Linked DNA regions of Mus musculus: region 1 is linked to region 2. A link is a contact called in public ChIA-PET data. All regions are on one chromosome and are shown on one strand. The core of a region is the stretch at or near the end of the contact, and the rest is flanking DNA. Distances in the headings are between cores, read along the strand shown. Region 1 overlaps Plcl2 (phospholipase C-like 2). Region 2 overlaps Rftn1 (raftlin lipid raft linker 1).

Evidence for each region. ChIA-PET counts read pairs in DNA pulled down with a chosen protein or histone mark.
Region 1: an RNA polymerase II ChIA-PET map of memory CD8 T cells shows a contact between it and region 2, with 17 read pairs. The contact joins two enhancer-like sites. A contact is called at or near these places in 1 of 484 Hi-C or Micro-C datasets (CD8 T cells) and 2 of 115 datasets of contacts at active chromatin or transcription factors (CD8 T cells and memory CD8 T cells).

Annotation. Positions count from the first base shown.
Region 1 is chr17:50,521,535-50,526,623 of GRCm38.p6, reverse strand. The region is part of intron 1 of Plcl2 (phospholipase C-like 2); the gene reads right to left. Among named protein-coding and RNA genes, the nearest start is that of Plcl2, 15 kb to the right of the region's middle. Within about 2 kb of position 1,438, at least 49 of the 459 cell types and tissues checked have an H3K27ac peak or open chromatin away from gene starts, as enhancers often do. A contact at or near this core is called in CD8 T cells and memory CD8 T cells, where this site is marked.
Region 2 is chr17:50,091,258-50,095,824 of GRCm38.p6, reverse strand. The region is part of intron 3 of Rftn1 (raftlin lipid raft linker 1); the gene reads left to right. Among named protein-coding and RNA genes, the nearest start is that of Gm52302, 59 kb to the right of the region's middle. Within about 2 kb of position 1,529, at least 59 of the 459 cell types and tissues checked have an H3K27ac peak or open chromatin away from gene starts, as enhancers often do. A contact at or near this core is called in CD8 T cells and memory CD8 T cells, where this site is marked.

The sequences.
Region 1 (5,089 bases), core at 189-2,688, 430 kb before region 2:
AGCCCCCACAATCCATTTCTGCGTGAAATTTTACAACTGGCAGTTCATTTTCTCACATGGGATTTTAAAGTCTAAGTAGTCGATTGGTAGCACCTAAAAGACAAAGACTTGCAGGTAGAACAAGAAGCGAGCCTTTCGAGCGCCATCTCCATGAGCGGCCTTCTACTTTAGTTTAATACAGAGGGTGAGACTGAAGTCCGCCCTGCGACTTCTAGGTTTTGTTTTAGTGATATCAGAGACATGTGGTGCCAAGAAGGGAATGAGGACCACTCTACCACCTTTGGGATAGTGTGCGCACAGCAGAATGAAAGTCCTTTGTCTCTTCTGGCTACATCTACCTGCATCACTCCCTGTGCCCACACACCCTATTTGTCTCTATATGGTTAAGGACAGCCATTCCGATGCCATGTGTGTCATTAGGGAGAGAACCCAGTACATATTTGAACAGGAGGCTATGGAAACCAAGTAATTTTAAAAGACAGTCTGTTGTTTTTCCTGGAGTCCGTGGCTTCTGCTTGCAATGAGGCTGCCAACTGCAAAGCACTTCTGACTCAAGCCTGCAGATGCATGTGGCTTTCTGCTTACAGGCTGTGTGTCCAGAGCAGCAGCTGGATAAAAGCACTCCCAGCTTTTGAACAGCAACCAGTGTGGGAACAGCAAAGACTGAACTGAAAGACCTCATTCACAGGGCCAATAAGCCACCAAATAGGCCAGCCCACCAGTAAGCTCTCCCCCTACAAAGTCTGCCTCTTTGAAAGGTCTCCTACACATCTTTCCTCGGTTACACAAACTCCCTTACACCTGGTTCTCTAGAAAACCAGTAGACCTCGGTGGAAACAAATTCTATATGATTTTATTATTAATGTGGGGGTGCGAGTGGGGGTGGTGATTTTGTTTTTGTCTTTACCCAAATCTGAAAAGGCTAAAAAGTGAAAAAGCATGTCCCTGGCTCTGCCAATTTAACAACAGTGCCAGAGATCATGCACTCAGTTTTTCAGGATTACTAGACAGCACAATTGACAAAAATGAATAGGGACATGGAAAGCTAGAGGTAACTCAGGACATGGGGGTGTTTTTTGTTTGTTTGTTTGATAATCAGCAAAGTCAGATTATCTGCCTACATCTGACGGTCTATTCCCTGGGACCAACACTTTCTTACCAGCACAGTCTAAGGCATCCATGAACACTGCACTTTCCAAAAGACCACAAAAAGTAACTATTGGGCAGTCCTCATTCACACGTAAATGATGAAAACCAACAGAGGCTCACAACTGAAGAATGCTAACTGGCTTATTACAAAAGCGTGGGCTGAAGGGACCCGCCTTGCCAGAAGTTCTTGGAGAACATCAAAAGAAACCTCAGAACCTTGAGTATACAGCACCGCTCTACAGGATCTCCTGCAAATCTTTTCTTCTGCACACAGCCACAAACCCAATTTGACCATTTCCCAGAAATAAAGCTTCACAGGACGCCTCCCACTGGGTGTGGCTTCTCCTCCCACTTGGTTGCACGACACCCAACCTCTCTCAACCATCAGTCTATATCCTCTCACCCCATATGGGTGCACCGTGGTAGACACACCAGAACTCCTACAGATTCCACACTTCCACTGGCAAATGCTCTGCTGTGAAGCCAGCTCAGGGGCCTCATCTATTACATCCTCAGCAATGAAAGTAAAATAAAGAGCAGAAGTTCAATGTATCCCTGCTTTCTGTGTGAGCTACTTTTATGTCAACTTGACACACACCTATAGTCATAGTGGATGGGGGAACCTAAGTTAAGAAAATTCCCAACCAGATTAGCCCGTGGGCAAGCATGTGGTGCATTTTCTTGACAGTGGATGTAGGTGGGCCCAGCTCATTGTAAGCAGTGCTACCCTGGGCTGGTGGTTCTGAGTTCTATAAGAAAGCAGGCTGAGCAAACCATAGGAACAAGCCAGAAGCAGCCCTCCTCCATCCGTCCCTGCCTCCAGGTTCCTGCCCTGACTTCCCTGGATGCTAGATTATAAGCTATAAAATAAAATAAACCCTTTCCTCCACAAGAATGCTTACGGTCAGCAGGGTAGTGGTGGCTCACGCCTTTAATCCCAGCACTTAGGAGGCAGAAGCAGGTGGATTTCTGAGTTCGAGGCCAGCCGGGTCTACAGAGTGAGTTCCAGGACAGCCAGGGCTACACAGAGAAACCCTGTCTCGAAAACAAACAAAACAACACAAAACAAAAGATGCTTATGGCCATTACCTTTTATCACAGCTATAGAAACCCTAATAGACTTGCTCAAGGGTCTAGGTGCATGTCAGGATAGATCGGTGCCCAGAAAGTGAAAGTCACCAATGCCAACTTCCAGATCTCACCTAAAGGCAATGGATCCTACCTGATATCTGATTGTTCTGTACCAACATTTGCATAAAAATAAATAATATTTTCACACAAATAGTTTCAAAGTAATGGAAAAGTATGGATTATGGATCACAGGATGAGATGGTTAGACTTTAAAATGTAAAGGTTTTCAAGTTTAAAATCTAAAAGAAAATAAATCCATGTAAATTCTCCTTTTCCAAAATGCTCGTATTTGCCTACTCCTAACTTCTAACACCGTGTCTAAGACGCAAATGTTTGAGGCAGATTCCAATTAAGTTTTGCTTTGTGCTTTTAAGCGAACCAACCCACAGAAAATGAGCCAAGCTCCTCGAAGATGAACAGACGTTGCTGGTAGAGGCATATCGGTGCTAGATACGTACATGATTCCCTTCCATGACATTCCAGAGTGAAAATTCTAAAGTTATACCTAAGTCTTGCTACAAGGAATCTTTCATTTTATTTTAATAGCATTATATTAGTAGATCCCATTGCCATAACAATACACCTGGGATATAGTTAATATAAATATGCTTATTGTTCTGAAGTTGGGGCTTCTGGTGGGTGTAGTGGATGGTAATGGATAGGAGTACTTAACGGAACACACTGTTAGCTTCATGTCTGGGAAGCAGATAAAGGTGAGGATTCAGTCCCATCATCCCCATTTAGGAGGCACACTCTCAGTGGTTTAAAGAATTTTGACCAGGCTCCACCTCCTAAACACTCCATCACTTCCCAACACTGCCATCCTGGGACCAAGACCTCAGTGCCCTTGGGGAATACACATTCATACTATTAAAATCATAATGATCATAAATCTCTTTGAACAATAAGCTATAATTTAAGCTTGTCAACGTCTATAAAAAATAAATAAATCCCCTTTAGTTCAAACTGATTCAATGGACACAAATGAAAATGGGGGCTGAGGAAATGGCTCAGTTGGTAATGTATTTGTCACACGAGCATAACGACCTGGGTTTACATAGCCAGCACTCCCCAAAAGTTGAACTCAGTGGCATGTGTCTGTAACCCGAAAGGAGACAGGTAGATCCCTGGATCTCGCTGACAAGCCAGACTAGCTGAAATGGCACACTGCAGGTTCAACAAGGGACTCTTTCTCGAAAAACCAAAAAGGTGGAATATGACTCTGAAAAGAGAGCCACTGTCAACCTCTGACCTCCACATCCAGCAACACTTTCAAATGCATATACACATACAAACACATGCATCAGACACACATACATTCCCAAGAATGTTTCAGAGAGAAAGGAGGAATGGATGGCGGTGCTGCTTGCCAAACTTAAATTAGTAGACTGCACAAAGGTGACAACAGGGTGAGAAAGGCAGACTGGGTGTGGCTCTGTGCAGTAAGATGTTGGGGTAATGTGCCAACGAGCACTGGGTGGAAGGAGGGGACCTAAGCTGAAGATATCAACTTAAAACTCATCAGTGGATCCATATGTAACTGAAGCTACACGCAAGGAAAGATTGTCAAGTATGAGGCATGGAATAGAAAAGGCCTACTCACTGTGCAGCACAGAGGGCCCTGATGACCTCAACCAACGGAAGACAGTGGGGGGCTACCTCAAAGAGGAGGAGACGGGTCTGTGACCAGATCCTCTTTCAAGATACAGCCACACATTTGTGCAAGAAGTAGTCAGAAGACACTCTAGGTCAGGGCTGAAGAGTACATGGGAAATACTACATATTTTGTTGTTGTTGTTGTTGTTGCTGTTGTTGCTGCTGCTGCTGCTGTTGCTGCTGCTGTCTAAGAACCTGAGCACATATCCAACAAACTACTGGTGTCAGTTGAAGGAGAAAGAAAAACTTTCCATGATAAAAAAAAAAATGAATTTAAGGCATCTATGTATGGCCACTAATCAAGCTCTACAGAAGATATTAAAGAAAATACTTAGGTCTAAAGACAATGTTAAACATACTCAAGAAGGAATAAGAACAAATAAGCAATTATAGAACACTCAACCAAAAGAAGTTTAATAGAGGATCACAAAAAAAAAAACAAAATGACAGAAATTAATATGCAATATTCAATAATTCCTAATATTAATGTTTCTACTTCCTAATAGACACAGAAAAATAATCAAAATTTTTTTGCTGATTCAAAGAACTCATGACCATGATAGACAGCACCCTTATAGTAAAAGTATGAGAAAGGGTATTCTAAGCAGATGGAACAAAGAAACAAGCAGGTGTGGCTATTCAAATATCTGACCTAATCAACTTCAAACCACTTCCGAGCAAGAGATACGGAGGGACAATTTATCCTCTTTAAAGGAAAATCCACAATATATTATAATCCTAATGCACCAAACACAGGAGCACCAATTTACACACACACGCACACACACACACACACACACACACACACACACACACCCCATTAGACTTAAAACCACAAGTTGACACCAATACAGTAATAGGGGCAATTTCAATGTTCTACTCTCAATAATAAGCAAGTGATCTAGAAAGAACTTAAATGAGAAACTTGAATTAGATAACATCATAAATCAAATGTACCTAACAGGTATGTAGCTAAGACTGTCTTATCCAAACACTAAAGAATACATTTCTTAGTAGCTCAGGGAAATTTCTCCAAAATAGTCCACACTTTACAACACAAAGTGAGCCTCAATAAATGCAGGGACATTGAAATTACATTCCACATCCTCTCGAGAAGCACTACGTAATAAAGATGGATATCAACCACAAGAGA
Region 2 (4,567 bases), core at 280-2,779:
AAGCCTTTTTGAAACATACACAGCCTTCCATTATATTTAAGAAGGAGCCTCATTTCAAGTGGACATCTGTGCCTTGAGATGCCAGCTTTAGTCATGCAGACTTCCTGTGGTCACCAAGGATAATGCTTGTTCCACTTGTCTCTCAGCCCCTCGGTGTTCTAACGGCTTGTTTGTATGCTTTAAGGCATATGTGAGACATTAGTGTCTCATACAAGCTTTTCCTTAAAGGAGATGTGGTTAAAATCATGTAGAGACAGTGAACCCAAAGGAAGCCTCAGGGTCAGACTTGTGGTTTCTGAGGAAAAGGTTTGCTGCTCCAAGTGTGGCTGGTGGGACAGAAGTGTCAGCATCTCCAGTCCAGGGTCAGCATCTCCAGTCCAGGGTCAGCATCTCCAGTCCAGGGTCAGCATCTCCAGTCCAGGGGCAGCATCTCCAGTCCGGGGGCAGCATCTCCTGTCCAGGAGCAGCATCTTTAGGGAGTTCCTTCAAAATTTCAGGTTCTCAGACACCCCCCTCCCCTTATGTAGAAACAGCATCTGCATTTTGGTAGACTCCAGATGAATGGTGGGTACATTCAAGTGTAAGGACAGAGCTAAGCATACGTACACATTTGCATCAAAGTTGGTTGTGCTTAGTTTTTGAAAACAACTTTCTGAATGTCTAGCCTACATGTATGTTTGTACACTGCGTGTATGTGCAGGGTCTGTGGAAGCTAGAAGAGGGTGCAGGGTCCCATGGAACTGGGGTTATAGAAGGCTGTGAGCACCCAACCACATGGGTGCTGGGAACTTGGAACCCAGGTTCTATGTGTGAGCAGGAGGTATTCTTACTATCAGAGCCATTTCTCCAGCTCTGGGACTGATGGGACTTTAAAATGCAAGCTCCCCTCTGAGTTGCACTGGACACATTTCTTCAGTGACCTCATTGGTTGCTGCAGATATAGAGTGTTTTGGTCCCCTGTCTCAGGCAGGTGCTGGGGTGTAGGTGGGAGAAACTAGAAAAGCAGAAATAGCAGCAGTCTTGAACATGGAAACTGTAATTATGTGCAAGCTGAGTGACTTTCTGTCACTCAGCTGACTGTGGCCCATAAAAACACCTGGGGACCACTCATGGGTAGCTATCCTTTCTATTCATGCATTGCAGATGTGGGACTTTTCCTGAACCAGCAAATGTTAGGAAGACTTGATTTTACTCAGTTGTTGTGTTCCTGATAAGATGCTATTAATTATGCATTATTAGGAACATTCTTTCTTTTCACTTTCTGTGTGTCTTTCGTGAGAGGCTGCAGGAGTCCGAGAGAGAGAGCAGGCCTCTTCCTATGGCTGTTCCCCATGGTTTCCTCTGGTTTTTTCTGTATCCCAGAGGGTTGAGAGAAAGGATCTTCATTTACCTTTGTGGCCTTTCGAGGCAAACAACAAAGGCCTTGAACTAGTTGTGAGTTGTTAGGTGGTTTGTCTAGCAAAGAGGCAGCCCTGACTGTAAGCTCTGAGACAGGATGTGGCAAGATTTTCTCTAAAGTCGCGGTGTAGTATGTTGATGCTAAGCTGTAACAGACACTCACTTGGCAGCACACAGCTCCTTGAGAGTGTGTGGCGACAGTGTCATCATATCCAGAATGTTCCTATAGATACCCAACCTTTATGACAGAAGTAAGTATCTGCTGGGGGCAGGGGCCAGGGACATCAGAAGGGGCAGTAACTTGGCTGGCACATTTTCCATCCCGCTTCCTCCTGGGCTCCCCTGGTGCTCCTATAGCTGCAGTCATTAAAGATCCATGGCGCTCGCTCTCGTGTTCTCTCTCTCTCTCTCTCTCTCTCTCTCTCTCTCTCTCTCTCTCTCTCTCTCTCTCTCTCCATTCTTTTCCCTCTCAAGCATTTTTAAACCTTCAGCGTAGTGTTAGGGGAACTTTGAACTCCATTGCTCTCATTTCATAATCCTCTTTTTCCTGATTATTCCAGAATTATCTTAGTAACAGCTTGATTTATTATCCTCCCTCAAGCCACCAAAGACAGGGTGAAGAAGTGCCTAAGATGTCTCTCTTACTAACTACTCTCTCCTTGGAAATCTTTCCATTCTTCCTGCATCACACTGTGCCACCAGCTTAATCTGGTGCCATCTTGCACTTCCTATTGGGATGAGGGGAAACTCCATTTGTTCCCTATCCACTGCTTTAGGCGTCAGTGGCAGCCCTCCCCAGGGTCATTCTATCAGTGAGTTAATCTATGCATCTGCTACCCACTACTGGCATAGCTACGTAACAAGTTCGCCTGTGCTCATGGCTCTTTGCCAGACAGATTTGTATTTTATCTTGTTCCAACTGTTTGTTTTCTAGCCAGAACTTTGCCAATCTCTATCCTCTATGGCCCTATGACTAATCTCCAAACAGTCTTAAAGACACTGCTCTTCTGCTCCTTGATTTAAGGAGTAAGTAATTCCTGATCCTAGACAATAGAAATAATCCTCACACTTCTGATCGAATACAGATTGTTTTATTAATTATTTTATTATTAATATTTGTATTCTTTATTAACGTGTGTGTGCACATGTGCATGAGTGTGAGCCTGCCTGTGCCCATTTGTATACGGAGTACAGAGAGACCAGAGGCATTGGATAATCCCTGGGCGCTGGAGTTGGGTGCTGGGAATTGAACCCAAGTTTTCTCCCAGAGCAGCAAATGTTCTGCTGTCTCCTAAGCCATCTCTCCAGCCCTTGCGTTGTCCTTTTCTTAAGGGCGGTATCTGACTTGATGCCACCAACCCCAACTGGCTTACTCTTCACTGCTCACTTAGCCTGCGTCTTATATAACCCAGGCCCACATGACCAGGGATGACGCTGCCCGCAGTGGGCTGGGCATTCATTCCCACATCAGTCATTAATTAAGAAAATGTCCTGGCAGAGCTGCCTACAAGCCAATTTTTCGTTTGTTTGTTTCAATTGAGATTCTCTCCTTTCAGATTTTAGCTTGTGTCAAGTTGACGAAAGATAACCAGCACAGATCTATTACTGGCTCATTTCTTTCTCTACTATTTAAAAAAAATAGCTAATCTGACCTTGCTAATTTAACCTGGTGTTTTGGAGGAAGAGAGAGAAGAAAGGATTGGCTGGAATGGATGGGTGTTAACCTCTCTTCCTGTTTCCCAGGGATAAAGCATTTGTTTTAGACAACTGACATTTACTAAGTAACTTTTTATCTGACTGGGGAAGTGCTCCAGTCTAAGTTGTTTCTTGTTTCTGCTTCTCGTGATTATTTCTAAATAGAGAAAAGATGACTCTGCTGGCAAGCTACACAACCTCTTGTTCTTTTTATGGCTGAAATGTAAGCTTTGCCTGCTGGCTTAGGAAAGAGGGAATAATTTAGATTTATCTTTGAAATGACGTAGGTCGTGACATCTAAGATTATCGACGTGAGATCTGTTACATGTTTATTACTTAAAAGTCGTGAGTATCATAGCTCTCTGCCATGTGTTTATTACTTAAAGGAAGAGCTGATCATTTTTAAAGATTTTTTTTTTCAGTAGCTTTAGATTAGATTTGCCCTCCAAAGGCCCAAATGAGCTCAGCTTACAAGTTATGCTCATTTTGTAAGAAGAATTCAGGGCTTCTGGTATTTTCCCTTGCAATCACTTCAAATATTTATTGCAACACGTAGTAACAGGATTTACTTAGAAATGGATATATTTAGTGGCTTGAAGAGGGCAATTCCCAAACTATGAGGATGCCTTTGGAGTGGCTGAAGTCAGACACCCTCTACTCTCCAGTGCCAAGCACATGAGAGGCCCGTGCAGGGACAGACCAGAGAGCTCCCTTCAGTTTTCCCGAGGTTGCTTCTAGGAGACAATCCAGAAGCCTATTTGCCTCTAAAGGACCCCAGGCATCTTGAACCAATCCCGTGTCGTATCTTGACAGTCTGTCAATTTAGCAGAATACTCAGATATCAAAGGCACACAAAGACCTTCAGCCCTGTGCCGTTGAACTAGGATTTGGAAGAATATGCAAATTAGAGTGAGGATGCTGAGTGAAGTTCGTGCAAGCAATTGACAGAGTGGCTTCTCCCAACCTCAACAACACGCTGCCTTAATGGACTTCCACAAGATGGTCCCTTCAGATAGTTCCTTTTTGTAGATTTACTGTAATCTCTTCCTTGCTTCCCTTGGTTCCTAGAATGGTGTTTTGGGAATACTGGAAGATCTCAGCTGGTCTCAGGCTTTAAATACCACATGGATGCTGATGCTGTAAATCTCCAGCCACCTGACTTGGAGAGTGTGTGTATCCTTCCTTCTCTCTCCCCCTCTCTCCCTCTCTCCCTTCTTCCTTTCCTCCTTCCCTTCCTCCATCCCTCCCTCCCTCCATTCCTTCCTTCCTAACACAGAGTCTTGTGTAGTTCAGGCTGGCCTTGAACTTGTGCTACAGTTGAGTATGGCCTTGAACATTTGGTTTTCCTGACTCCACCTCCTGAGTCCTGGGATTATAGGTGTGCACCACCATGCCTGGTTCACTCAGCAGTTAGGATTAAACCCAGGACTTTACAAACACTAGACAAGTAGTCTGCAAATTGAGTCGCAGTCCT